Regions from separate parts of the Mus musculus genome. Here regions 2, 3, 4, 5, 6 and 7 are each linked to region 1. A link is a contact called in public Hi-C, HiCAR-type and HiChIP or PLAC-seq data. All regions are on one chromosome and are shown on one strand. The core of a region is the stretch at or near the end of the contact, and the rest is flanking DNA. Distances in the headings are between cores, read along the strand shown. Region 1 holds the start of Plk2 (polo like kinase 2). Region 2 has its middle 37 kb from the start of Actbl2. Region 3 overlaps 3110015C05Rik (RIKEN cDNA 3110015C05 gene). Region 4 has its middle 68 kb from the start of Actbl2. Region 5 has its middle 120 kb from the start of Actbl2. Region 6 has its middle 100 kb from the start of 3110015C05Rik. Region 7 has its middle 91 kb from the start of Actbl2.

Region 1 (3,316 bases), core at 22-2,521:
GTAGAAGGAAAATGATTTTCCCTCCCCTAATATGGCAGACTTTTTCATTCAGGATTGTATTAAGATGATATAGACAGGGCCGGGCAGTAGTGGCGCACACCTTTAGTCCCAGCACTTGGGAGGCAGAGGCAGGCGGATTTCTGAGTTCAAGGCCAACCTGGTCTACAGAGTGAATTCCAGGACAGCCAGGGCTACACAGAGAAAAGAGAAACCCTGCCCCCCCCCCCAAAAAAAATGTATACAGCATTTCAAAATAGCTACCAGCGGTTAATACGGAACCATACGCGCTGGAACAAGGAAGAAGGAAAGTCTCTGAGATGGTACAACTGAACAGTAAAATCTGTAAAAACTGAACAGCCGCCTTTATTCTCCACTATACCCCACTGTGGGACCTTAGATTGACTCTGTGTACCAGGGCGGTGACATTGCTTAGTGACATTAGATCCACGCAATCTGAATCACCTAGTTGGAACAAAAAGTTATAGATGACTTCAATTGTAGAATTATAATTGGCAACAGAACACTTTTAGCGTTACTGTGGAAGCCAGCCCATATTGTTGCTAAGGAACCTCGGCCCACTTAGACCGTTAATCGTTTTTCTGAAAAAATCCACAGGATGGCGATCTTGCTTAGACTTGTTGCGTACCAAACCTTCTCCAGTCGTCAAGCCCTCGCTCCACTCCAAGGTTAAGAGCCTGGCCTCTGACAGGGGTCACTTATCAGGCGATGGGAAGAGGCTGCAGGGAGCTCAGATACTCCCACGCCACAGCAGGTCACCCGGATCTGCGACCCGGATTGTGCCTGGTTCCCTAGCTGCTCTGGCTCTGCCTGGTGCCCGGTTCCGCAAGGCCGGCCACTGAGCCTCCCGCCTGCGGTGGCGGCGGAGGTCCCCAAGCGCTCCGGGTCTCCGGGTGCCACCCCGCGGGGCTCGCTGGATGACAGGGTGTGGGGCTGCACACAGTCAGGAGGGCGGTGCCAACCCTGCGGCTCCCCCGGGCTGCTACCCCGCATCCCCGCTCCTCCAGGACCCAGACAGGGCGTCCGCCCTTGGGTTTCTGTTTCCCACGTCCAAAGTCAGGGCACGCGACGAACTGGGGGCACTTGGCGTACCGCCGCCTTCAGGCCAGGTCGAAGCCCACGACATCCAGGCGGCCACCCCGCACCTATCCACAGCGCGGACTCCGGGGCCGGTGGGTGGAGCGCTCGCCGTGACGTCACGAGGCCCCGCCCCAGCCAGCCGGCGCGTATTTAAAGCTTCGCTGCTCGCTCTTGCTCGCACAAGCGAAGCAGGACGTCAGACTAGAGAGTAGGGAGAGAGACTGGTGCTCGAGGGACAGGGCTAGCCCGGACGCTTGTCCGCGCCTCGGAGGTGGCAAGTAGGCAGTGTCGGGTGGCGAGGCAACGATGGAGCTCCTGCGGACTATCACCTACCAGCCGGCCGCCGGCACCAAGATGTGCGAGCAGGCTCTGGGCAAAGCTTGCGGCGGGGACTCAAAGAAGAAGCGACCGCAGCAGCCTTCTGAAGATGGGCAGCCCCAAGCCCAGGTGACCCCGGCGGCCCCGCACCACCATCACCACCATTCCCACTCGGGACCCGAGATCTCGCGGATTATAGTCGACCCCACGACGGGGAAGCGCTACTGCCGGGGCAAAGTGCTGGGCAAGGTGAGGAGCGGCGGACGTCAGGCTGCCGGGCGGGAGGGCGGGCTGCCCGGGCAAGCTGAGCGAGCAGGGACCCAGCGCCCGCACTTCTCGCTCCTTCAGCTGTCTGGTTCCCCGAACGATCGACGTGGGTTCCTCTCCTGCCCTCCTGGGCTTCTGTGCGCCGACAGCGCTGGGGTTCGGATTTGCATCCTTAGCCTGTTTTTCTCCCGAGTCTAAGAAGGAGGACTGAAGGCATTCTACCTTGGCCTTGGGCTCTCACTATCTGATCCCCAGGGAGCTAGCCTGTCAAATTTCTTCAGAGGGCATTTTCCTCCCTTTCCCCCTTCCACTCCCTTCTCCATAGAGTTCTTTGTAAAGGGGAAACGAGAAAACTGGACTGGTTTCTAGGAATGTGCTGCCCTTCCTGAAAAACCATTATACAAAGCAGATTGTACTGCTCTGCCCACCCTCTGTTCCTCAAATTTTGCTTCCCGTTCCCATTTACGTATTCATTTATTTTAAACGTTGGCCCTTCATTTTTTTTTTTTTTCCTTTTTTCTGTCCTGCTCAATTCCATCTCGGCTTTGTTTCCTCGCAGGGTGGATTTGCAAAGTGTTACGAAATGACAGATCTGACAAACAACAAAGTCTACGCTGCAAAAATTATTCCTCACAGCAGAGTAGCTAAACCTCATCAGAGGGAAAAGGTGGGTATGACTGTCGACTAAAGTATTTTCTTTGTGTGCAGGGATGGCCCTACCCTGTTAGAAAAAAAATGTCTTCTGCATGTGTAAGCACTGCCTTTCCAGACACGACGAGAGACTAATAAGCCTTCTCTTGCTTTTTTTATTTTTCCTTAGATCGACAAAGAAATCGAGCTTCACAGACTACTGCACCATAAGCATGTCGTGCAGTTTTACCACTACTTTGAAGACAAAGAAAACATTTACATTCTCTTGGAATACTGCAGTAGAAGGGTAAGTGTTGACTCCTGGGTCAGCGAGCTTGCCGACAGGAAGCCGGAGTGGTGTTTGGATTACATTTTATCAGCGGTTTTAGCCGTGACAGTTAATTAGTCTCCCACCATATGAGACTGCGTCGTCAGTCCAGCAAAGGGATGCCCGATCTAGGTAACTTTATTTGACAAATTCTCCTCTCTCCCCTTCTCTTCCTAGTCCATGGCTCACATCTTGAAAGCAAGAAAGGTGTTGACAGAGCCAGAAGTCCGATACTACCTCAGGCAGATTGTGTCAGGACTCAAGTATCTTCACGAACAAGAAATCTTGCACAGGGATCTCAAGCTAGGTAAGGCTTCTCCTGCAGCGACGGGGGTGGGGGTGGGGTGGGGGTGGGGGGGTGGGGGCTAGAGAGTGGGAGGTTTTCCAGTGTTGTGAATCTAGCTTTTTGAATGGGTGCCTTCACTGGAGGGTGCTGATCTCCAAGTGTGAACCTTTCCAAGGGAGTTCATGTTTCCTTTTGTTTATCTTCTAGGGAACTTTTTTATTAATGAAGCCATGGAGCTGAAGGTGGGAGACTTTGGTTTGGCAGCCAGACTGGAACCACTGGAACACAGAAGGAGGTGAGAGCCATGCTCTTCCTGGGGTTTGTGGAGACCAAATATGCCTCTATTATTAGTTAATAGAAAGTTAGTTCACACTACAATCTGCAAACCA
Region 2 (3,513 bases), core at 486-2,985, 900 kb after region 1:
AATGTAAATGAGCTAAATACCTAATAAAAAATGGAAAAAAAACAAAAAAAAAAAAAAAAAAAAAAAAAAAGATTTCACAAACATTTACAAACACTATGTGTCAACAAAAAACAAATAGCAGGGGCTGATGATGCACAGCTGTAATCCCGGCACTCAGGAGGCAGAAGTAAGAGGATCACATGTTCAAGGTCAGCCTGGGATACTTAGCCAGACTCTGTCTCAAAAAATTAAAACAATGAAAACAGGTGAGCATATATTGATCACATATAGATAGATAGTCCCCAGCTTACTGATAGTTTGACCTATTTTTTTTTCAATTTTACAATGATGTAAAAGAACTATGCATTCTGTAAAAACTGCATAATTGGGCCCCTAACCCCTAAGTCATCATCCTCAGAAGACATGGGGATCTCAAAGAAGCTAGAAGATCCCAAACAAGTCCATTGTGTAAAGGAAAAGGTAATTTTTAAAAACTCTGATAGGAGCAGTAGCACAGAATCACTTCATAGCTCTCTTCACTTCAGTCTACAAACTAGCTTGACTAACACAAGCTAAATATGGAATCAAAATAAGACCCCACAGTTACAGAGAGAAGCTAGGGATTGCTCTCCACTGCCTAACAACAGAGGCTGAAGTAGGAGATGTCGTCATGATATGGGCGTTCACTTGGCTCACACATTTCTTACATGGGAGAGGGAGGCAGTCATGGGCAGCTATGCCTTGAGAGTGTCACCAGGAGCCACATGGCTATCTTTCTCTATGATCCTCAGCGCGAGGTTCCTTCCTCAAGGTTCCCTCATTTTCCTTCATAATTTTATTAGCATTCATTAAGTACACAGAATAATGGGTGTCCTGACGATGTTTCATGATGACGTGTCTACAATATACTTCAACTATATTTGCCTACATCCGTTACTGTCTCTTGTCCCCTCCATCCCGCTAGTACCCTGAAGCTTGTGCTACGATACAAGATGGTTTCCACAACACCAGCTATTCTGTCCATAGTTGAGGAATGGGGAAATCTGCAATCTCTGACTTCACTTCCTTTTAAAATGCTTTCCCAGAATTCCCTCCCAACAGCTTCTTAATGTTGCTAGAACTAGATCACATGACAACTTCCAGCAGCAAAGCCATTAGGAAATGATCTCACTCCTGAGAACACTGACATTCAAATGAAATCAGAGTTCCGGGAGTCAAAAGAAGTCCCGGATATTAGTTAGACAACCAGCAATCTGACCATGGAAAAGAAATAAGTTTTATTATATACCAACTCCCTGCCAGATACTTCTCATAAATTTCTCACTTAATCCTAATACTGAACCCGGAAGGTTTCAAAGCAGTCATTACACTTACAGATAAGGAAACGGGATCAGAGCATACGCACTACCACTCCTCATATGGAGCAGATTTAAGCCAGGCCTGAGTTTAGAACTTAAACTATCTCTGCCATGACGTTTCCTCTAAGGAAAAACACTTTGCGACTGTTTCCAGCGCTGCGTGTGTCTTTAACACTCCTGTTGTGTTGTAGTGCTTCTGCAGTTTCTCTAGAGAGTGTATGGGATTGACTTTGGTTATTTTGTGAAGTCTTCGACATTAAAACTGCAGGTCATTTCAGCTGGTCCAGCCGGAGCAAGCACTGAGCACACACAGAGATCCCAGCGACAGACGTGTCAGTGTGTGGCAAGCATTCCCCGGCCCCTCTCCCCAGCAGTTAGGATAAACAGACACCAAAGGTCATTTCTGCAGAAAGCTGTTCCTGGCTGAGTGCTCCAGCCAACACGCTCCAGCTCCTACCCTGAAGCCATCACCACCGATCACTGATGTTAGTTTAAAAAAAAAAAGTGTTCTTCCTGTTTCCTCTCCTGATTCATTTCTGAAAGGATAATGTGGCCACACGCACAAAGGAGCCTTGTCCGAATCCAGGAGCTCCACTGGCATCCTGGCTGGACTCCAGGAACCCAAGTGTTGGAAGACTGGATGAGGTGCAAAGCTAGGAAGGAAACAAAAATCTCCCATCAGCTGCAAACAAGCTCTCCAACTCTGCTTGTTGAGATGCCTTGCAATTCGCTTCCCTGCCTGGGGGAGAAGCCAGTTCTAATTTGCATAAACAAGACATAAATGGCTATTGTAGCACTGTCTTTCTACAATGTGACCCATTATAAGGCACACAGACATAGCCTCCATGCCGCGGGTCCCCACATTGTTTATAGGCATCTACTGGTATACAGTGGCCTCTCCAGGTTGGTGAAGTATCCTAGCACACTTGCTCCTGACAGCATCATTTTCTTTAGAAGACCAAGCCTGCTGGGTCATGGCAGTGCACACCTTTAATCCCAGCACTCAGGAAGCAGAGGCAAGTAGATCTCTGCGAGTTTAGGGCCAGCCTGGTCTAAAGAGTGAGCCCAGGACAGCCAGGGCTCATTACACAGAGAAACCAAAATCCAAAAACAAGAATGAGGAGGAAGAGGAGGAGGATGGGAGAGGAGGAGGAGGAGGGGGAAGAGGAGGGGGGGGGGAGGAGGAGGAGGATCCAGCCTCTCATCCCACTTCACAGGCCACACATCACCTGTTAGTATCCCTTCCTAAGAGCTGATTTCAGCAGGTAGAAGGAATGGAGATAGCACCAGGATTGCTGAAAGATGGCACTTTCATCTTATACACATCTTATTGGAGTCTAGCTGTCTTTAATACACTTGGCTCCACTGGATGGCAGTTTAATGATTTAAGAAAGAGATGTCGGTGGGGCATTCTCAAAGCACAAAATGCATGAGGGTGGTGGGGTGAAGGAGACAAAAGAGGCATGAGAGAACAGATATCTGCCATGGAGAGAAAGAACCCTCTGGCGATGGGAACTGGACAAGTGGCTCATTGGTTAAGAGTGCTTGATGCTCTCACAGAGGAATGGTGTTCCAGTGGCCTATAACAGCCTGTGACCCCAGCTCCATCGAAACCAAGTGTCCTCATCTTCTCTGGCCTTCATAGGCACACACTCACATTCATGTACACACACACACACACACACACACACACACACACTTTAAAAAGAAAGAAAGAAGAAACCTCTGTTGAGGAAGAAAGAACTGGCAAAACCTAGGCTCTGTGTCTGCCCTGACATAGTGCCTCTCCCTACCCAACACAACAGTACACCTTTGATGAGGTTGTATTTGTACCAGAGGTTCCATGACATGAGACTGTAGAGCAAACTAAACAGAAGTAGCAGAGGGAGTCATTTCAGGTCCATCACATAGTGATAACAGCGAGTTAGGTTCTCACTGACTAGACTGGGGGCTTATCAGAGGGAGAATCAGGGGAGAACCAGTTCTGAAAGATGGCACTATGTCAGAGAGACTTCAGAAACTATGCTGAGGCTCCTCATAAGCTCAGTGATGCTCTTAGACCCAGTAACAGAGGTTCTGCCTTGGGCACCCAACCATGACGGTGGCTACATTCAGTGGAGCAAGAAGTTTGCATGGCCAAGGTGACCTCACTTCTTTGTATGCTTTCTTCCAGGTG
Region 3 (3,509 bases), core at 782-3,281, 820 kb after region 1:
AGGGCTTTCTATACATGGTTGAATTCATTCAACTTTGAATTAGTGTCCTGAGTACACCACACACCAAGATCATACAGAATGGTTTAGCTAACACACCCAATGTCTGCATGTGTTGGTTAAATGATACCACCCTCTATTTAAAGCATTCCTCAAGAACACACTAAAATGAAATCCAGCGATTGTGCTTTCTGAAAGTCAGCGAATAGCTTTGGTAAAGTAAAAAAAAAAAAAAAAGAGAAAGAAAGAGAGAGAGAGAGGGAAGGAGGGAGGGAGGGAGGGAGGAAGTGAAAAGGAAGGAAGGGAGAAGGAAGGAAGGAAGGAAGGAAGGAAAGAAAGAAAGAAAGAAAGAAAGAAAGAAAGAAAGAAAGAAAGAAAGAAAGAAAGGAAGGAAGGAAGGAAGGAAGGAAGAAAAGAGGGAAAAAGGGAAGGAGGGAGGAAGGGAGGGAGGAAAGGAAAAGGAAGGAAGGGAGAAGGAAGGAAGAAAAGAAAGAAAGAAAGAAAGAAAGAAAGAAAGAAAGAAAGAAAGAAAGAAAGAAAGAAAGGAAGGAGAGGGAAAGAGGGAAGGAGGGAGGGAGGGAGGAAGGAAGGAAGGAAGGAAGGAAGGAAGGAAGGAAGGAAGGAAGGAAGGAAGGAAGGAAGGAAGAAAGAAAGGAAGAAAAGAAAGAAAGAAAGAAAGAAAGAAAGAAAGAAAGAAAGAAAGAAAGAAAGAAGTAAAGAGAATAGAAAAAGAAAAAAGGCAGAAAGGGGACCCAAAGCAAATCCAAAGCTGTAAGACTTTGCTACCCTAGGTCCACCACTCACTACTCATCTACATTTGCCCAAGGCTGGTCTTGAACTTACAAACAACTTATATGAATAGCTGAGACTGCAATACCACACTTGCCTTGGTTTTGTTTTCAAAGTTTCTAATTGACATTTGCTTTTTTGTCTTGATATACACGTGTAGACCTCTTATGGAAGAACACCTCTCCACAAGCTCTGCATATATGGTTTTCTGTGAATTGTGCTGGACACAGCCCGCTGACATGTTATAGACAAACTACTGAGCTTGTTAGGGAAAGAGTAGAGAGGGCATAATAAATGGCCTACAGTGGGCTCTAAATGAGCCCAAGCTTCTGTTGCAGTTCAATACTAATGCATAATGGAAGTGAAGTCATACCGATTTGTCCAACTTATGAGACTTTTTATGAGTTAAGGAAAGTAGGAAGTGGAAACAACACCAGTGCTTCCTGAGAAGACATGGGGGGGGGGGGGAGGATCTAGTTAGTGGCTCTTTTCTTTTTCCCCTGTGTAGTCCAGCCTGTTATAAAACTACAAGTTCTCTTGCATCAGGCTCCTGAATGCTGAGAGTACAGGTTTGTTCAATATACCCAGCGATGGTGAGTTGAACTTCATGGGACATAGAACAAATGAAAATGTTCTGTGCCTGGATTTACCCAAGTGAACATGTGAGTGAGATGAACATAGTAGACTAGGCCTGCTGTTCCAGAACATAGGAGCTCAGGTAGGAGGCTCATGAGTTTAAGGCTAGCTTGGACCACAAAGCAAGACCCTGTCTCAAAAGCACCAAAGATGAATGAATGAATTAAATGTACAGATGAGATCTAGGTGAGACCTGGATGTCTCTTTCTTGCTGCTGTGGCTGCGAGCCTTATTCAAGTCTGCAGTGTGCCTTTCTTCTTCAACCAGGCTGCCTTCCTCCCTTACCACAGATGCTGAGACCTTGAACAAAAACACAGGCAAGCCGGAGCTCTGTGAATGCTGGAGGAACTGGAAACAGAGCAGTAATGGGCTTTCGAGGAGGGGGCCCTGTCTTCCTCCCTCCCTTCCCAACAAAATCCCTCACAGGGAAATCCCCTTTCCATTAAATTAAAACCAGAAATGGTAGAGCTTACATTTTAAAACATCAAACCATTGTCTTCGGTTTCTGTGAAATAGGATATATCACTTTCAAACGCTCCAGGAACTTCCCCAGCTGGTTCAGCTCCTTCAAGCTCAGAGGTTTTGCGGCAATGGCTGGCTCCCATCCCAGCACGGAAAATGACAAAAGCCCATTTTGAAGGTGGGTTACCACGATGATGTATGGCCTCTGGAGAGTTGCAGGGAGAGAACAGAAAGGAACCTGTGGGATTCCCCAAGCAGGGTGGGTTTGGAGTGCAGACCTGGAACTTTTTTTATTTCCTAGTACAAAGGCAGGGCCCAGAGGAGGAGCTGTCTAGTTCTCAGGAAGCTGGAGTGACAAGCCTGCTGGAGACTTAGCCAGAGACAGCTCCCTGGGCTGCACTGTGTGGAGGAAGGAAAAACCACCCCTTTGTCTAGACAAATTGTTGCTGCTCTCCTTATGTGCAGCTTCTTGTGCCACCCTTGAAGAAATCTCTGGAAACAACAGAAGGAGAAATACCATATCTTTTACTTCTCTCAAATAAGAAAAGAACTGATCTCTTTGTCCAAAGATACTCCCAAGCCTTCCTTGCCCTTTCCAAACAAGGGAAAATACAGCTTAGCCTCCGCTGCTATTCTTGCTCCTGTGTCTGCCTGACGCCTTGAGCCTTGGTGGCTGTCTAGACTTAGGAGTCTTGCTTTCCATGGATTTCTTCTTAACTTTACGTTCCCAGCATCCACCATGAAAGGTCGCCCAGAGACAGGAGAGAAGGAGGAAGGTTGGTTTTCATCATCTTATTTCATGAGCGCTGAGTCAATCAGAGCTTCCCCCGTGGATTGCCTTCGAGGTCAGACTGCATAGAAACGCACTGACGAGGATGAGAAAGGGAAAAGTCATTAAAACTGACTTAAGACAAAGAAATGTTCCAAAACTTGACAAAGTACTCTCCCTCTAAGACTCCGTAATGACCAGGTGCCATCTTTCAGCATGTTCTGAGAAGTCTAATTTTTATAAGAACCCTGCTTAGTCAGGAAGAATCTACAAAGTCCATTTCCCATCACCCCTTGGTCTTCCACCATTAGTATCTTATTACCCTGGCATGCCTTTGACAAAAAGCATAAGCTGATTTAGCCAGAGACACCCCCCCCCAAGTCCCAGTATTTCCTCCTAGAAATTCCCCATCAATTACACCCACCTTGCCCCTTGGCTATGACTCCCCGCTAGCACAAGATGGATCCAGAATTGAGAGCAGCTAAGAGAGATCTCTTTTCATTTACCACAGTCCTAAACGAAAAAATATATTGACTGCTCCACTCCCCAGACAAGCTTACTCCTGCCATAAGAATTGTGCCTAGGAAACTGAACTAATCAATGGATGGCCAAGGCCGTGTGTCTATTCACAGCATAGAAGGAAGCTTGTCAAGAATGGATGGATTTCAAAGACCCAGCACCGAGAAGGTTTTGTGAACTGAGAATGTTGACTAACATTTGGTCAACCAGTAAGAAACAACCACAGGATTCCTGACACTGGATCTAACATCGATGCTGTGAGATATGAGTATGTGTGCGGTAATGAGCCTCAGAACCAGGAGCCACCCAAGTTCTGATGTCCTCCAAGTTCTCTAAT
Region 4 (3,574 bases), core at 851-3,350, 930 kb after region 1:
TAGAATGGTTAGCACAGTAAATTTTGTTAGACATATTCTACTCTTGGTTGTTAGCCAAACCGGGAGCATTTCAGCATCTTCAAACCTGCCAGCTCTTTCTCAGTGTCTCATCCCCAAGGCTCATGCACCAGGATGTCCCCTAGAGCCCACCTAAATTCCTAAAGCAAAGTTGCACTGTTGCTCTTGATCTAATCAGGATTTGTGATCAAATAACAGAAGAAATAGAAATTCTCAGTCATGATACTCATCCATGTCGCCATAATGGCCAGACCTGCAAACAGCACTTGGATTTGAGCTGTAGATAAATTAAAAAATTATTGTTTTAGTGTATGACCTGAACACTGCATGGAAAAATTAATCCCAAAAAAGGTTATTTACTAAATGTAACTAGACGTCTTGAGTTTGATCTGTTAACTCTAAGTAAAATGGTTTCCGGTAAGGAGAACAGGATCACACACACATACACATACCACATGCTCATGTGCACATCACACAAGCAAGCACACACACACATACATACACACACCACACGCTCATCTGCACATCACACAAGCAAGCACACACATACACACACATACACACACCACACGCTCATGTGCACATCACACAAGCAAGCACACACACACATACACACACTACATGCTCATCTGCACATCACACAAGCAAGCACACACATACACACACATACACACACCACACGCTCATGTGCACATCACACAAGCAAGCACACACACACATACACACACTACATGCTCATCTGCACATCACACAAGCAAGCACACACACACACACCACACGCTCATGTGCACATCACACAAGCAAGCACACACACACATACACACACCACATGCTCATCTGCACATCACACAAGCAAGCACACACACACATATACACACCACATGCTCATCTGCACATCACACAGGCAAGCACACACACACACATACACACTTCACATGCTCATGTGCACATCACACAAGCAAGCACACACACACATACACACTTCACATGCTCATATGCACATCACACAGGCAAGCACACACACACATACACACATCACATGCTCATAAGCACACATATACACACACCATACACTCATATGCATATCACACACACAAGCACACACAGGTATGATTTTTCAATAAAACTCTCATTGAGAATTTCATATGCATACAATGTATTTTGATTATACTCCTTCCCTAGCTCCTGCCATATTTACCCCCACTCCCACCCCTCCTCAATATTATGTTCTCCTTTTGGTTTGTAGTAACCCACTAAGTCCAGTTTGTGTCTTTGGATGTGTGATCTCTGAAGGGTGGTCCACTTACCAGGGCTTTTACTCCACAAAAAAAAAAAAAAAAAAAAAAAAAAAAACCAACTGACTCCTTCCCTGAGATGTCACCAACTGTCACAGTCTCTCAACTAGGGAACAGGGCTCATGAGTCCTTCTCTAGTCCATACTGAAATGTTGACTGGCTTGGTCTTCTGCAGGGAGCCATAGCTGCTGTAAGTTCATGAGTACAAAGGTCCTGTCATGCTCAGGAGATACCGGTTCACTCCGGTCCTGCCTGACCTCTGACTCTCACCATCTTCCCAAGCCCTCCTCCTCAGTGTTTCAATGGTAATAGAGATTCCCCATATGTATCGCCACACAGACACTTTTCTATGCATGTTGACCAGTGATAAGATTCTGTTCACCTCTGTCCACTGCATGAAGAAACGCATGTGATCTGAGAGTTGCGCTAGTCTGTGAGTACAGATATAGGAACAGATGTAGACATAGGCAGCTTAATGCTAGAACATTGTCTCTTTCCCTATAAAGGGGATGAAAAGCCCACAACAACTGAAGTCTACCACATTTGGATGAAACCCATGCTGTTACCAAACCACCTACTGCAGAGAGAAGAAAACAAAGGCCCTGCCTGCCGTCTCCCACTATGCAGTAGTCAATGTCTCCCAGACCCAACGCTGAGCCCTCGTCCTCAGCCCTGTGCTTAGGTAATATTCCATTCTCCCTATTAGCTTAGCTCTCAGCAGTGTCTGGAGCTGGCAGAGCCTGCTGCTGGATGGTATCTCTCCTCCATAATTGCTCATTAGATCCGGAGCCATCGCACTGAAAAGCTGTTTACCCTATCAGTTGGAGCTCTCTCATCTAAGTACGTCTGATTCCTAGCAATAGAGAGGCCGTTATAAAGTGATCACTGGCGAGTTTCTGTAAATACTCTCCCCAGAGATACCAAACCTGTAGTATAATTATCAATAAACATTATGACAAGGACACTAGAGCTTTCATTTTATACCTAAATCATGGGTGAATTAGAATAGTATTTAATGATGAATATGCATGAAAATGTCATAATAAAACACATTATCTTGTATGCTAACCTTCAAAAACACATATTTTTCTTTTTTTTTTTTTCATTTGTTCACTGCAGGGAGGAGAGGGCTTGTCACAGCACCCATGTGGAGCTCAGAGAACAACTGTCAAGAGTCAGTTCTCTCTGGGGACAAAATCCTGGTCACCAGGCTTCACCTCAAGTGTTCTTACTCACTGAGCCATTTTACTCCCTGGGCAAAAACTCACAATGTAGTTGTGGAGGGGGGGAGAGAAATTAAAAGATCTCATAGGATTAAATTCAAGGTTCTTCCTGCCCTCCCCCACCATTCTTCTCCCCCTCCTACTCCCTCTTCTTCCTCTTTCTCATGCTGGGACTCACACACCCTAAGCATATATACTATGATGCTATACAATCCTGCCCAACGCCTTGGCTCTTCTCCCATTTCACAGCCCCACATATCTTACACTAATGCCACAGAAACCCTTGTATTTTCTCCACGACTGCTCAGAGAGTTTCTGCTCATTATCATCCCTCCTTGGAAGCAACACAGGCTTGAGCCAGAGCAAGGGAATATAAATACATGTGTGTGTGATACTGGCCAGGTCACGTTTGCCTCTGCTTCTGCCCCTTTTAAAATTCAGGCAAAAGTGATGTATGCTCCCTGGAAGTCTTTCAGGGTCTACAAGAGAATACATTAAGAGCTTATGACGCTTAGGACATTCAAATTCGGGTCTTTGTTGCTGTTACTGTTGTTAGTTTACCATGTCTTTATCCCACAAGGATCTAACAAATGGCACTTCCCTATGGAACTTCATCAGCTGCCTTAATGGAGTCATCTCTGGCTCTTCAAGTTATCACCTTCTTCATTTCAATTAGGTCCTTATAGGTATATCCTTCAAAGCCACCTCCATAAAAACTCTACCCCTCCTGTCTCAGTCAAAATTAGGGTTTCTATTGCTGTGAAGAGACACCAGGACCATGACAACTCTTATAAGGAAACAGTTAATTGGGACTGGCTTAAAGTTCAGAGGTTTAGTTCATTGTCATCGTGGCAGGAAGCACGGCAGCACGCAGGCAGACATGGTGATGAAGAAACTTAGAGTTCTATATTCAAATCCTTGGGCAGTGGGAAGAAAGAGTGATACTGGGCCTGGCTTGAGTATCTGAAACTACAGAGCCCACCCCCAAGGCCACATGTCCTAACCCTTTCAAATAGTGCCTCTCCCCTATGAGCCTAT
Region 5 (3,634 bases), core at 643-3,142, 980 kb after region 1:
CATATGTATCAGCTAGCAATGCTTTCAGCTGTCCAAAATGGGGCCTTACCAGCAAGAAGCCTGATACATGGGTGCTGCCAGTGTTTCTTCAGCATGAAGAGGCCAGGGCCATTGTGGATAAGATTCAGCTTCTAATTTGCTCATCACCTTATGGTTGATAAATGCCTGCAGTAGTTCTGGACATCATACCCATAGTCAAAGCAAGAAAAAAAAAGGAGGGTACCACTTGAAATTGATCCTTTGATAGAGAGCAAAATTATCTTGGAAATCTGTCCTGTAGACTTTCTCTTCCATCCCATTGCCTATAACTGTAGTAATTGGCTAGAACTATCTAAGTAGTTTGCCTAGAGTCATTCAGCTGGTCACCTCCCCCACCTCTCACCTCCACACCCCCATCCAGGCTGCAAGGGTAACTTAAAGAAAAGAATGCTAGCTTTCCTTTGTAGCTTCTTTGGTGAAAAGCTTTTGGGGGATTGGGAATGAAAGGTTAGTGGTTTAGCCCAGTGGTTCTCACCCTTCCTAAGGCTGCAACCCTTTAATACAGTTCCTCATGTTGTGGTGACCTCCAGCTGTAAAAAATATTTCATTGCTACTTCATAACTGTCATTTTGCTACTCTTATGGATCGTAATATAAATGTCTGATATGTAACCCCTGTGAGGATCTCGACCCACAGGTTGAAAACCATGAGTTTAGCCCAACATCTGCCATACAGTCATTCCTATCAATTCCCTATCTACCCTGTTTGCCAAATAACTTTCGAGACAACCCTATGATGTAGGTATCTTTATTGTACAGATTTGAAGAAAAACAAATCACAGATAGAGGCACAGATAGAGCAAGTATCTCTTTCACCCCCAACCCAATCAAACCCAGGTCATTTATCCTCAGAGTGCATGCCCTTTCCCTCTCGAACCCAGAGCTTTAGAGATGAGTCTGTGGTGAGTGAGTGTCTGCTAGCTCAGGTGTTGTCAGCCTTTACTGCACTACAACACCTGCTAGTGAAGCAGGCCTTTAAATATCACCTTTACTTTTATGTCTCCCTTCCAGTGTAGACCCAGGATGGTGTAACATTTTTAATGCACATTAAAATTCAGGACTCGTCCTACAGTCTGGTTTATTTTGGGTCTGGTTATCTTTCGTCCTACACCTTGGCACATGAACCCTGCCCAAATTGCAAGCATGTGAGGAACGTGTTGCAAATGAGGTCCCAAGACAACAGTAGGCATTTTCTTATTATAGGTCTGTTTTCCAAACTGTAGGATATGTTAAAATTCTGTAACATGGAGCCCCTGAGGGTGCCTCAAGTCACTAAACCTATTTATCCTAACTAAGATGTGTTCAGGAAGTTCAAACATCCAAAAAAAAAAAAAAAAAAAAAAAAAAAGAGATAACTTTTCCCTGGAGCTAGGCATATGGAAATAAAAATAAAATAAGGCAAAATAAAAAGCCAACAGTCAGCTGCCTTAGAAAATCTGGAAGCCTTCCTTCCCTTCCCCTAACCATACCTAAGCGATATTATCTCCAAATTACTTATGCATTGCAGAACTTCTAATATTAAGAATCAATAATGCATGCCATTGTTTCCCAATGTTGAAAGTGAAGAGTTGCCACACATTTTAAAATTAGAAATAGCTGTGGGCTCTTTGTGTTATAATAAAAAATAAAACCAGTAGTTTTCACCTCTGTTGCTAAGATAAAGCACACTGACCAAGAGGAATGTAGAAGAGTTCATTTCAGCATACACTCCCAGATCACAAACCATCATGAGCGAAGTCAAGGGAGGAACTCAATCAGGAAGTTGAAAGCAGACCTAATTGCTACTCTACGCAGCAGCAATACCTCTGACCATGTAGTAGGAACAATGGATGGTGATGCTTGCCAGCTGGCTCACAAACCAGTTTATATTCCAGCCAGCATTCTTATGTAGTTCATCCCTGCCAAGGGATGACACCTCCCACTGTAGGCCGGACCCTTTACATCAATTAATAACAAAGATAATCTCCAATAGACATGGCCACAGGCCAAACTTATCTAGGCAATTTCTCAATTGGGGCTGTCCTCTCAGATAACTCCAGGCTGTGTTAAATTGGCAGTTGAAGTTAACACCATACTTGGCTAATTAGTCCACTAAACAGGACCACCTAGACTGTGGTCTTCACACAACTGACTACTGATTGACAAAGAGAATTGATATAAAACTTCCTACAGAGATTTGAAAATGACACATTTGATTGCTTTACTAGTAGATCATATGTATGGTTGCTTGTTTGTTTGTTTAATGTTACCAGTTCAGGTGCAATGCTTACTTGATCAGTCCCAGGAGAACAAACTATGTATCTAGCTTTGGTGTGCAGTAGATTGAAAAAGATGATAAATAATGTACACTATCAGAAGCGCTAATACATCATGACATTTTGGATAGTAACCCTCATGAGGGGAACTAGCTATAAGCTTAGAGGTTAAGAGCTCACGTTTCCCGCTTGAAACTCAAGAAGAACGAAGAACAAAGTGTGGACACTTTGCCCCTTATTAGAATTGGGAACAAAACACCCATGGAAGGAGTTACAGAGACAAAGCTTGGAGCTATGTCAAAAGGATGGACCATCTAGAGCCTGCCATATCCAGGGTTTCATCCCATACTCAGCTTCCAAACGCTGACACCATTGCATATACTAGCAAGATTTTGCTGAAAGGACCCAGATATAGCTGTGTCTTGTGAGACTATGCCGGGGCCTAGCAAACACAGAAGTGGATGCTCACAGTCAGCTATTGGATGGATCACAGGGCCCCCAATGGAAGAGCTAGAGAAAGTACCCAAGGAGCTAAAGGGATCTGCAACCCTATAGGTGGAACAACAATATGAACTAACCAGTACCCCGGAGCTCATGTCTCTAGCTGCATATGTATCAAAAGATGGCCTAGTCGACCATCAGTGGAAAGAGAGGCCCATTGGTCGTGCAGACTTTATATGCCCCAGTACAGGGGAATGCCAGGGCCAAGAAGTGGGAGTGGGTGGGTAGGGAAGTCAGGGGGGGGGAGGGTATGGGGGACTTTTGGGACAGCATTGGAAATGTAAATGAGGAAAATACCTAATAAAAAGTATATATATTAAAAAAAAAGAGCTCACGTTTCCATACACGGCTGCCTTCTTCAACCTTATAAGAGAACAAGGTTTCCCAGCTCTAATTTAGAAGTAGCAGAAAGAACGAAAATAACCTCTTGAACCTAGAAGTAATTCTGGACCATCAAGCATCTGCCTGGTGGAACGGCGACTGCAGACAGAAGGTAAAAAGTCAACAGAGGTTGCTGAGCTAACGCCAGAAGTGAGCCAGAACGAAGGAGCAGACTTTCCAGAAGTTTCTTCTTCCTCAGCAGAATCGCTTCCAGGAGCTGTTCAGCCAGAGGAGCTACGTTCTTCACAGTTACATAGCAGTTAAGCTTGTGGAGTTTGCTTTGGGGCCTCCAGTTTCAAGATCTATTGACTGCATGGCTGACCTTGAGGAAGTCATTTAAGCGGTGAAGAGACATAATGGCCAAGGCAACTCTTATTAAAAGACAACATTTAATTGGGGCTGGCTTCAGAGGTTCAGTCCATTATCATCATGGTGGGAAGCTTGGCAGCATCCAGACAG
Region 6 (3,283 bases), core at 174-2,673, 730 kb after region 1:
AGTTTCAGGCAGACGGGCTAAAACCATCTTAACCCATGAGTTATTATATTACATAAAGAAGTTTGGCAACTTGCTTGACGTGCTGGTCTTCCGGTTCCTAATTCATAAAATAAGAAAGGACCAACTTGTCTATTCTTTGTGAGGTAGCAAACTTATGAAACATAGCATATGATAATACAGTGGTAGTCAATAGACTACAACAGTTACCAATATTAATTGATATGATAAAATGATAAAATTCCTTCTTTTATATCAACTGAGGCATAAATGAAGTATAACAATGAAGAAATGAAGCAGTTTTCTCACACATGGTAGTAGGAACTTGTATTAGTATCTTAGTATGTACATATTATATATAGCCTTCAGGGTCTCTCTCTCTCTCTCTCTCTCTCTCTCTCTCTCACACACACACACACACACACACACACACACACACACACATAACCCTTTCATGTTGAGCTATGTACCTAATCTTTCATCTTCTATACTTCCAATAGGTGATGCCATTATCAAACTGCATGCAGAAAGGGCATATCTAAAAAACATACCAGCTACCTTCTCTACCACCAGTGACATTTGCTGGATCTCTCTCTCTCTCTCTCTCCCAATTTCTAAGATACATTGAAGGGAACCTGAGTTTCTAAAATCAGCTTTACAGAGAACCAAACTCAAAAGACACTGCCACAACCACTCCAGTGAAGTCTGAGTGACAGGCATAAAAGCTTGGATGCAGTGACAAGGCAAAGAGTTTCATGGAAACTTAGCCTCCTGGAACTTTGGCATTCCCATAGCACGAATGTTCCAAACCTGTCCCTGTTTTAGTCGGGTGTATGGATCTGTGTGCTTTCTTTCAGTATTGTTTTATTATAAGTGCCTTTAAGGATTGATTTTTGACATATACGTAAGTTAGATTAGCCTCTACCAGTGTTCCAATGTCCTAGGCAGTCCTTCAGCCGACCCTGGGCTTGGAATTCAGAAAGAATGTTACTTATTCAGTACCATTCAAAATTATCTCTAGTATTGTAAGAGAGACAGTGAAAGAAATCAGGCATTATAATTTACTTGAATAGAGCTAGAAATCTCAGGGCTAGTCTACATAGTAAATATGTAGAACAATAGCTGAGTCACTCCCATACACAGGAATTTACAATGGCCTAGGAAGAAGGTGGATTATGGTTTTAGGAGGAACTGAAGTATATTATTCATGAAAGGGTTAGTAGAGCAGAATTCCCCTGGTGCATGTTTTTCACTAGGCCCAGAGGAATGGCATAATTAGGAATTTACTAAGGGACCCCTGGTGGTGGGTTTAACAATAGACTAGCTTTACATCAGAGCATTCACCAGGTTCCTGTGTTTAGCTGATCTTAGATAGGGCTGTTCCTATCTCAGCTGTAAACACTGCATGGCTCCCTGCTATCTTTTTATGTATGCATTTTCTTTGTTCTGTATAAAGAGCCATTATGCATCTCGATGTACCTTGACTGTTGTATTCACCTAGCTTTCTTGTTTTGCTTCTGTATTATAAGTCTGGTGCTCACTTTGAGAAATTACATTCAGAAACAAAACTCCCTTGTGTCCCTGCTTGTCACCTTTTCTCAGACTCCCTGCCCACCTATACCAGGACTCTGATTCTCCTGCGGGTGAAAAGACTGACTGAGTCCAGTCTGTAGGAGGACACCTGTCACATTCTTCTTCTCCTGCCTCCCTCAAAGCCTTCCTCTCTGGATCCTAATCCCATTCCTCTCTGGTATGATAGTGATACAATCTGGAATTGAGTCAGTCTAGGGGCTTGGTTGGGCTCCCTGTCATTTTCTCTGTCAGTTAAAAAATTAAAAGGCAGGAAAAACTCTGAAGTGCAACACTAACAGCAGAGAAAGCTCCCAAGCCCAGACAGACTTGGCAGTTAAGAAAGGCAAATATTGGGGAACACACACATGCCACAGACACAAGGAGAAAGAATCCATCACAAAGTACTAGGGTGATTCAGAAAGGTGAAAGAATTCCAGTCTGTTCTCTAGGCTTGGGAAGTTTAAAGCCCCTGAAGAGATTTCCAACCCTACTTTATTTAGGGTTGGTCAGTTTGAAGACAAATAGAATGGTTGATTGGTCAGCAAGTGTTGGGTGGCATGTCCTGATTGGACCTCAAAATTGTTGAGCCAGTCCATCAGGAAGGGGCCTGCTTTTGCCCCAAGCCATATGATTGAGGGGAAAGCTAGCCACTTTGAAAATTCACGACCTTTAGTACCTACCTATGACCCCTCTTTCTATCTGTCTACTGGTCTGTCTAACTCCTAGTCTCTCAATGGGAAAGAAAAAACTTTAGTGGGAGAGCAAAACAATCAGTTATGCTTTCAACTAGAATTGCCAAGCTATAAAGTATAGATGAAGGTGTGTAGGGTGTATGTGTGTGTGTGTGTGTGTGTGTGTGTGTGTGTGTGTGTGTGTGTGTGTGTATTCACATGTGAATGGCTGCATGTGTTCACCAGAGATTAATATCTTTGTCTTCCTCTCTTATTGAGTAAGAGTGTCTTGCTGAGCCCTGATATTCACTAGTCAGCTACTTTAGCTAACCATGTTGCTCCAGGGATGTCATGTCTACCTGGCTTTTACTGGTTCCACAACCCCTTAGACTCAAGGGATCGTTATGTACTTAGATAACCATCCTGTATAAGATCTATCTTTTCAGGAAAAAATTTCCCCAGGAATAGCTTTTCCTCTCCTAGCATATCTTTCCTATAATATAGTAAACATTTTTAATTTAATAAAGTCCATCTTGTAAATGATTTCTTAGATTCTACTTTGCTCCTGTATCTACCAAGCCATCACCATGTCCAGAGTCATACAATCTTCTTCCATATTTTCTGTGAACTGCACTGAATTGTTTTATGTTTACGTCCATAATACTTTTTGAGTCAAGTTTTGATGAAAGATACAAAGTCGTAGCCTAAATTTGATTTTCTTTTCTTTTCGTATGTGCATGTCAAGTTCTTTTAATGCTACTTATTGAAATATCTGGGCTTCACTGCACTGACATTTTCTTTTATCAAGGATCAAGGTACTAATTTTTGTGGCTCTGTTTCTGAATGCTCTGTTCTATTCCATTGGCTTACATGTTCTTGCAGTAGATGCACACTGCAGGACTGATACCTTTGCACTAGGGTTGGAAGACAAACATTATCAGTCCTTCAGCTCTGCTCTTCTCCCTCAGTATTGTGTTAGTTAAGCCAAATGTTCTGGCTCTGTGTGCTAAAAGTCAGAATAGCTTTGTCAATCTCCACAAAAT
Region 7 (3,184 bases), core at 205-2,704, 950 kb after region 1:
TGGAGGAGGAGAGGAATTATTGTTGGTTCTTTTTGTCTTTATATTCTCGCTTTCTTAACATAATGGACTTCAAGGTAGGCTATGAGAGCTGTAGAAAACACAAGTATTGTCATTTTTGTTTGTTTGTTTGTTTTTTAAGACAGGAAGGAACAGTTTTAAAGGGCCTGGGTTATGATACCTCTTCTTCAACCCATTCCCAGCCAAGGAAACCATCCACTGCAGACGACCCCTTACATCTTCTCCTTTAGCTCCTTTATACTGATATACTGCTTATCAGAACTGGATTGAATGGAAACCCTGACAAATCACTGGCAACAGAGAATGAGAGTCCCTTGCCAGGCTCCAGTGGTTTCATCTTATGTGTCTTACACAAGACCAATGATCCCCTGATCAACCTGCTCTACTCTGCCTGCTCCCTGAATAAACTCGTGCTCAGGAGAAAGGGGAGTTGAAGAAGGATGTGTCTTTATTTAGGCAATATGCAAATGACTGCCTCGTGCTGCGGTAGAAGTCTGAATGTCCACTGACTGCATTTGGATGCTGTTGACAGAGGCGGATCACAGAGGTCTTGTTGATGCCTTGCTCTTTCTCCTCGCTTCCCAGCCTCCTCCCCGTCTCTCCTATAAACACACACATACACATGCACAGGAGCGTGTGCACACACATACACAACCACAGATGGAGAACGAGCCAAGAAGCGTCTGATCATCACGTGGACCAAGAGGTCCCTGGGAGGAGGCTGCTCCTCCATCCTCCATGTGATGCACAGGCAGAATCTCCTGGGAGGGAGGTCTCTTTCAGCTCTGCTGCAATGTGTGTGCTGGAAATGACACAGCTCCTCCCTCCACTACCACCACACACACACACACACAGCCCAGCAGCCCCTCTCCATTTTCAAGTATCTTCCCTTGGCCAGGAAGTTCGCTGTGGCTTCACGTCAATGCGCTAAACAAACAGAAGCCTGTTAGAAACCACTCAGGGGAACCCATCTGACTCATCACACCCATCCTAACAGAAATATTGACATTAAACCAGCAGGAGCTAACAACCATTCAACTGGTAGAAACTACGGCTTTTCCCTACCAGAGTTCTTACAGTTAATAAAGATAATCTATAGTCAATAGGCACAGAAACAATCCATTTAGTGTTATCATTTCCTGAAGGCAGAGTGCTGCTCCATCTCCTACCCTAAGCACTATTTGCCTAAGGGGACTGCACACACCAGGTCTCCAGAATCCCCTGCAAAAGCTGTCACTTTAAAGTGCGGGGGAGGGGACAGAGAGAGCACCAACCTTCCAACCATGTCACACTGGCTGTCATCTGTGACTGCCATGGACGTTGAAGGTGAATCATGAATGAGAAATTATTTTGCTATAAAAGTTAACCACTAAGACTCCACCAAGTAAACAGTTTTTATTAAAAAGAATTCGCATGCTTTAGTCCCTTCTCTGACATCATCTTCGGGAACTGATGCAACGGGAGTCATTAGCATAGAACGACTCATGTTCCAAACAGAGTGGGATTGCAGTGGGGAACCTGTTCTCCAGCCGAGTAGCCTTATCTCTCAGGGCCCAGAAGCCAGGCTGGGTGATGACGCAGTGTCCTTTACCATTGCTGTCCTTATCTAATTAGATTTTGCTTGACAACTGCATTGGATCACTTCCGTTCTACAAAGGCCGTGGCCTACTTCACTTCCTCTGCTTTAACCAGAGCTGTACCAAATATTCTCCCTCCCAGGAGGCCACTGCACTGCTGTGGGGTTTTTTAATTGCCCGCTGTTACTGCAGTAATCGTACATGTCTTATGTTACTCTGCCATTAAGACCTACTCCTTCCAAATCCTAATAACTGGATTCCTTACCAGGAGAACTTCATTTCTAAGCTATGTGAATTATACAGAATAGAACCTCCTTGTGTCAGGCTGGGGAAGTAGCTCAGCTGGTGGAGTGCTTGCCTGGCATGCACACAACCCTTAGTTCAGTCCCCAGGCACAGCAAAACACTGTGACCCCAGCCATTCTGGAGGTGAGGGCAGGAGAGGCAAAAAGTCGAGCTCGTCCTTGACTACACAGCAAGTTCCAAGCAAGTCTGAGATACCTGGGAGCATCTCAAAAGAAAAAACAAATGAGGAAAGAATAAAGAAAGTGGTTTGTGTTAACAAAACTCAGAAGGCAGGGATGACGCAGATGCTGGAGAGGGAGTGCCAGCTGCGAGGTTAGTGACAGCATCGGTTACTGTGTGACATACACTTTCCTAAGCAGCTAGCATGTGTTAATGGTTCAGTACAACCACCCCATGGCACAGGAACTTCTCAGTAAGCCCACTGGTGCAGATGACAATCTAGAGATTGTCCACCAGTAGAGCCACCAGCCAACCTCCTCTTCTGCTTCTCCTTCGGTCACAGCAAAGTGCGCTCTTGTAGTAGACTAGGATTTGGGTAAAGACGTCTTGCAACTATGCCCTTTCTCCTGTGTTTTTTCAGTTCTCAAAACAAATGCAATCTGCCTGTCTGCCTCTGAGCCTAGAGCTTACCCTGTTGACTGCCTTTTGCCAATGAGATGCCAATGAGATGCAAATAGATGTAAGGAATTTGCCCGTTTAGTGGCATCTGGCAGTTTAAAATGTAATATTACTTGGAGTCTTGAAAATAAAACTATGTCAGAAGTGAGAAGAAATTGCAGTAAAAGGCTGTCCTTGACGCAGTGTCTGACAGAGTGTCCTTGTCTAAGGCCGGTAACAGAGAAGGCTGAGGAAGAGAGATGTAAAGGAGCAATGCTGGCAAGAGCCAAGGACGCATGGAGATAGCAGCCTAGCAGAGAGTCCCGGAAGGACTCTCCCCTGGACTGCTCAGAGGGGTCATGGGTCTGCTGACACTTGATTTTAGACTTGCTGCTTGGGAAAAATGTGTTCCTCTTGTTCTAAAGCATGGTGTTTATAGCATTTTGCTATGGCAGCCTTAAGAAGGTCACCCACATCCTTCTGTCCCTTGGAGAAAGACTTCCTTCAGGTAGTTGCTTAGCTCACATTTGGGGAGCAGCTAGCGACCAAGATGGAGCCTAGTCTGCTTGAGCAGAGCCATATGTCCCTGCCGCCATCAGTCTATCAATCATCAACCCACAGAGCTACAGGGGTTATGACAAACTCCCACTGTTTGCTGACCACAGTGTTTTAGGTAGTCTATGAAGT

The links. Hi-C and Micro-C count contacts between places; a contact is called where the count stands out from the background. HiCAR-type assays count read pairs that join an accessible place to other places. HiChIP or PLAC-seq counts read pairs in DNA pulled down with a chosen protein or histone mark.
Region 2: a HiCAR-type map of astrocytes shows a contact between it and region 1, with 9 times the contacts expected there. The contact joins the enhancer-like site here to the promoter of Plk2 in region 1. A contact is called at or near these places in 8 of 39 promoter capture datasets (the 3T3-L1 cell line, the C10 cell line, the HPC-7 cell line and 5 more), 7 of 484 Hi-C or Micro-C datasets (bone marrow-derived macrophages, cerebral cortex, cortical glia and 4 more), 22 of 115 datasets of contacts at active chromatin or transcription factors (T-cell acute lymphoblastic leukemia, astrocytes, bone marrow-derived macrophages and 16 more) and 3 of 9 other capture datasets (adipose tissue, embryonic stem cells and liver).
Region 3: a contact with region 1 is called in an H3K4me3 HiChIP or PLAC-seq map of craniofacial prominence, with 8 times the contacts expected there. The contact joins the enhancer-like site here to the promoter of Plk2 in region 1. A contact is called at or near these places in 4 of 39 promoter capture datasets (the 3T3-L1 cell line, the C10 cell line, the SN4741 cell line and 1 more), 1 of 15 datasets of contacts at CTCF or cohesin (the NIH/3T3 cell line), 21 of 484 Hi-C or Micro-C datasets (the AtT-20 cell line, Th2 cells, bone marrow-derived macrophages and 14 more), 17 of 115 datasets of contacts at active chromatin or transcription factors (astrocytes, bone marrow-derived macrophages, craniofacial prominence and 11 more) and 3 of 9 other capture datasets (embryonic stem cells, liver and pancreatic islet).
Region 4: a contact with region 1 is called in a Hi-C map of cortical neurons, with 4 times the contacts expected there. The contact joins the enhancer-like site here to the promoter of Plk2 in region 1. A contact is called at or near these places in 4 of 39 promoter capture datasets (cranial neural crest, embryonic stem cells and liver), 1 of 15 datasets of contacts at CTCF or cohesin (pro-B cells), 7 of 484 Hi-C or Micro-C datasets (bone marrow-derived macrophages, cerebral cortex, cortical neurons and 2 more), 15 of 115 datasets of contacts at active chromatin or transcription factors (a beta-TC-6 cell line, bone marrow-derived macrophages, craniofacial prominence and 10 more) and 1 of 9 other capture datasets (embryonic stem cells).
Region 5: a contact with region 1 is called in an H3K27ac HiChIP or PLAC-seq map of heart atrium, with 12 times the contacts expected there. The contact joins the enhancer-like site here to the promoter of Plk2 in region 1. A contact is called at or near these places in 4 of 39 promoter capture datasets (the C10 cell line, the HPC-7 cell line and cranial neural crest), 1 of 15 datasets of contacts at CTCF or cohesin (pro-B cells), 2 of 484 Hi-C or Micro-C datasets (bone marrow-derived macrophages and cortical neurons) and 19 of 115 datasets of contacts at active chromatin or transcription factors (SST interneurons, T-cell acute lymphoblastic leukemia, bone marrow-derived macrophages and 13 more).
Region 6: a contact with region 1 is called in an H3K27ac HiChIP or PLAC-seq map of extraembryonic endoderm stem cells, with 12 times the contacts expected there. The contact joins the enhancer-like site here to the promoter of Plk2 in region 1. A contact is called at or near these places in 8 of 39 promoter capture datasets (the 3T3-L1 cell line, 3T3-L1-derived adipocytes, the C10 cell line and 4 more), 1 of 15 datasets of contacts at CTCF or cohesin (the NIH/3T3 cell line), 16 of 484 Hi-C or Micro-C datasets (adipose-derived mesenchymal stem cells, bone marrow-derived macrophages, cerebral cortex and 10 more), 19 of 115 datasets of contacts at active chromatin or transcription factors (the NIH/3T3 cell line, SST interneurons, T-cell acute lymphoblastic leukemia and 15 more) and 3 of 9 other capture datasets (adipose tissue, embryonic stem cells and pancreatic islet).
Region 7: a Hi-C map of CD8 T cells shows a contact between it and region 1, with 3 times the contacts expected there. The contact joins the enhancer-like site here to the promoter of Plk2 in region 1. A contact is called at or near these places in 5 of 39 promoter capture datasets (cranial neural crest, embryonic stem cells, frontonasal cranial neural crest and 1 more), 2 of 15 datasets of contacts at CTCF or cohesin (pro-B cells and stem cell-derived epiblast-like cells), 7 of 484 Hi-C or Micro-C datasets (CD8 T cells, bone marrow-derived macrophages, cerebral cortex and 3 more), 12 of 115 datasets of contacts at active chromatin or transcription factors (bone marrow-derived macrophages, craniofacial prominence, embryonic forebrain and 9 more) and 3 of 9 other capture datasets (adipose tissue, embryonic stem cells and pancreatic islet).

Annotation. Positions count from the first base shown.
Region 1 is chr13:110,393,773-110,397,088 of GRCm38.p6, forward strand. It overlaps Plk2 (polo like kinase 2), which reads left to right and starts at 1,272. Exons shown (of 14, transcript NM_152804.2): 1 at 1,272-1,665; 2 at 2,243-2,350; 3 at 2,504-2,620; 4 at 2,819-2,948; 5 at 3,135-3,222. The coding sequence starts at 1,405.
Region 2 is chr13:111,290,251-111,293,763 of GRCm38.p6, forward strand. No RefSeq gene overlaps it. Among named protein-coding and RNA genes, the nearest start is that of Actbl2, 37 kb to the left of the region's middle. Within about 2 kb of position 1,736, at least 81 of the 459 cell types and tissues checked have an H3K27ac peak or open chromatin away from gene starts, as enhancers often do. A contact at or near this core is called in astrocytes, cerebral cortex, cortical glia and 8 more, where this site is marked.
Region 3 is chr13:111,209,075-111,212,583 of GRCm38.p6, forward strand. It overlaps 3110015C05Rik (RIKEN cDNA 3110015C05 gene), which reads right to left. Exons shown (of 3, transcript NR_045908.1): 3 at 2,395-2,750. Among named protein-coding and RNA genes, the nearest start is that of 3110015C05Rik, 19 kb to the right of the region's middle. Within about 2 kb of position 2,032, at least 35 of the 459 cell types and tissues checked have an H3K27ac peak or open chromatin away from gene starts, as enhancers often do. A contact at or near this core is called in craniofacial prominence, neural progenitor cells and stem cell-derived neural stem cells, where this site is marked.
Region 4 is chr13:111,321,366-111,324,939 of GRCm38.p6, forward strand. No RefSeq gene overlaps it. Among named protein-coding and RNA genes, the nearest start is that of Actbl2, 68 kb to the left of the region's middle. Within about 2 kb of position 2,101, at least 10 of the 459 cell types and tissues checked have an H3K27ac peak or open chromatin away from gene starts, as enhancers often do. A contact at or near this core is called in cortical neurons, where this site is marked.
Region 5 is chr13:111,368,214-111,371,847 of GRCm38.p6, forward strand. No RefSeq gene overlaps it. Among named protein-coding and RNA genes, the nearest start is that of Actbl2, 120 kb to the left of the region's middle. Within about 2 kb of position 1,893, at least 3 of the 459 cell types and tissues checked have an H3K27ac peak or open chromatin away from gene starts, as enhancers often do. A contact at or near this core is called in heart atrium, where this site is marked.
Region 6 is chr13:111,124,683-111,127,965 of GRCm38.p6, forward strand. No RefSeq gene overlaps it. Among named protein-coding and RNA genes, the nearest start is that of 3110015C05Rik, 100 kb to the right of the region's middle. Within about 2 kb of position 1,424, at least 1 of the 459 cell types and tissues checked has an H3K27ac peak or open chromatin away from gene starts, as enhancers often do. A contact at or near this core is called in extraembryonic endoderm stem cells, where this site is marked.
Region 7 is chr13:111,344,652-111,347,835 of GRCm38.p6, forward strand. No RefSeq gene overlaps it. Among named protein-coding and RNA genes, the nearest start is that of Actbl2, 91 kb to the left of the region's middle. Within about 2 kb of position 1,455, at least 53 of the 459 cell types and tissues checked have an H3K27ac peak or open chromatin away from gene starts, as enhancers often do. A contact at or near this core is called in CD8 T cells, where this site is marked.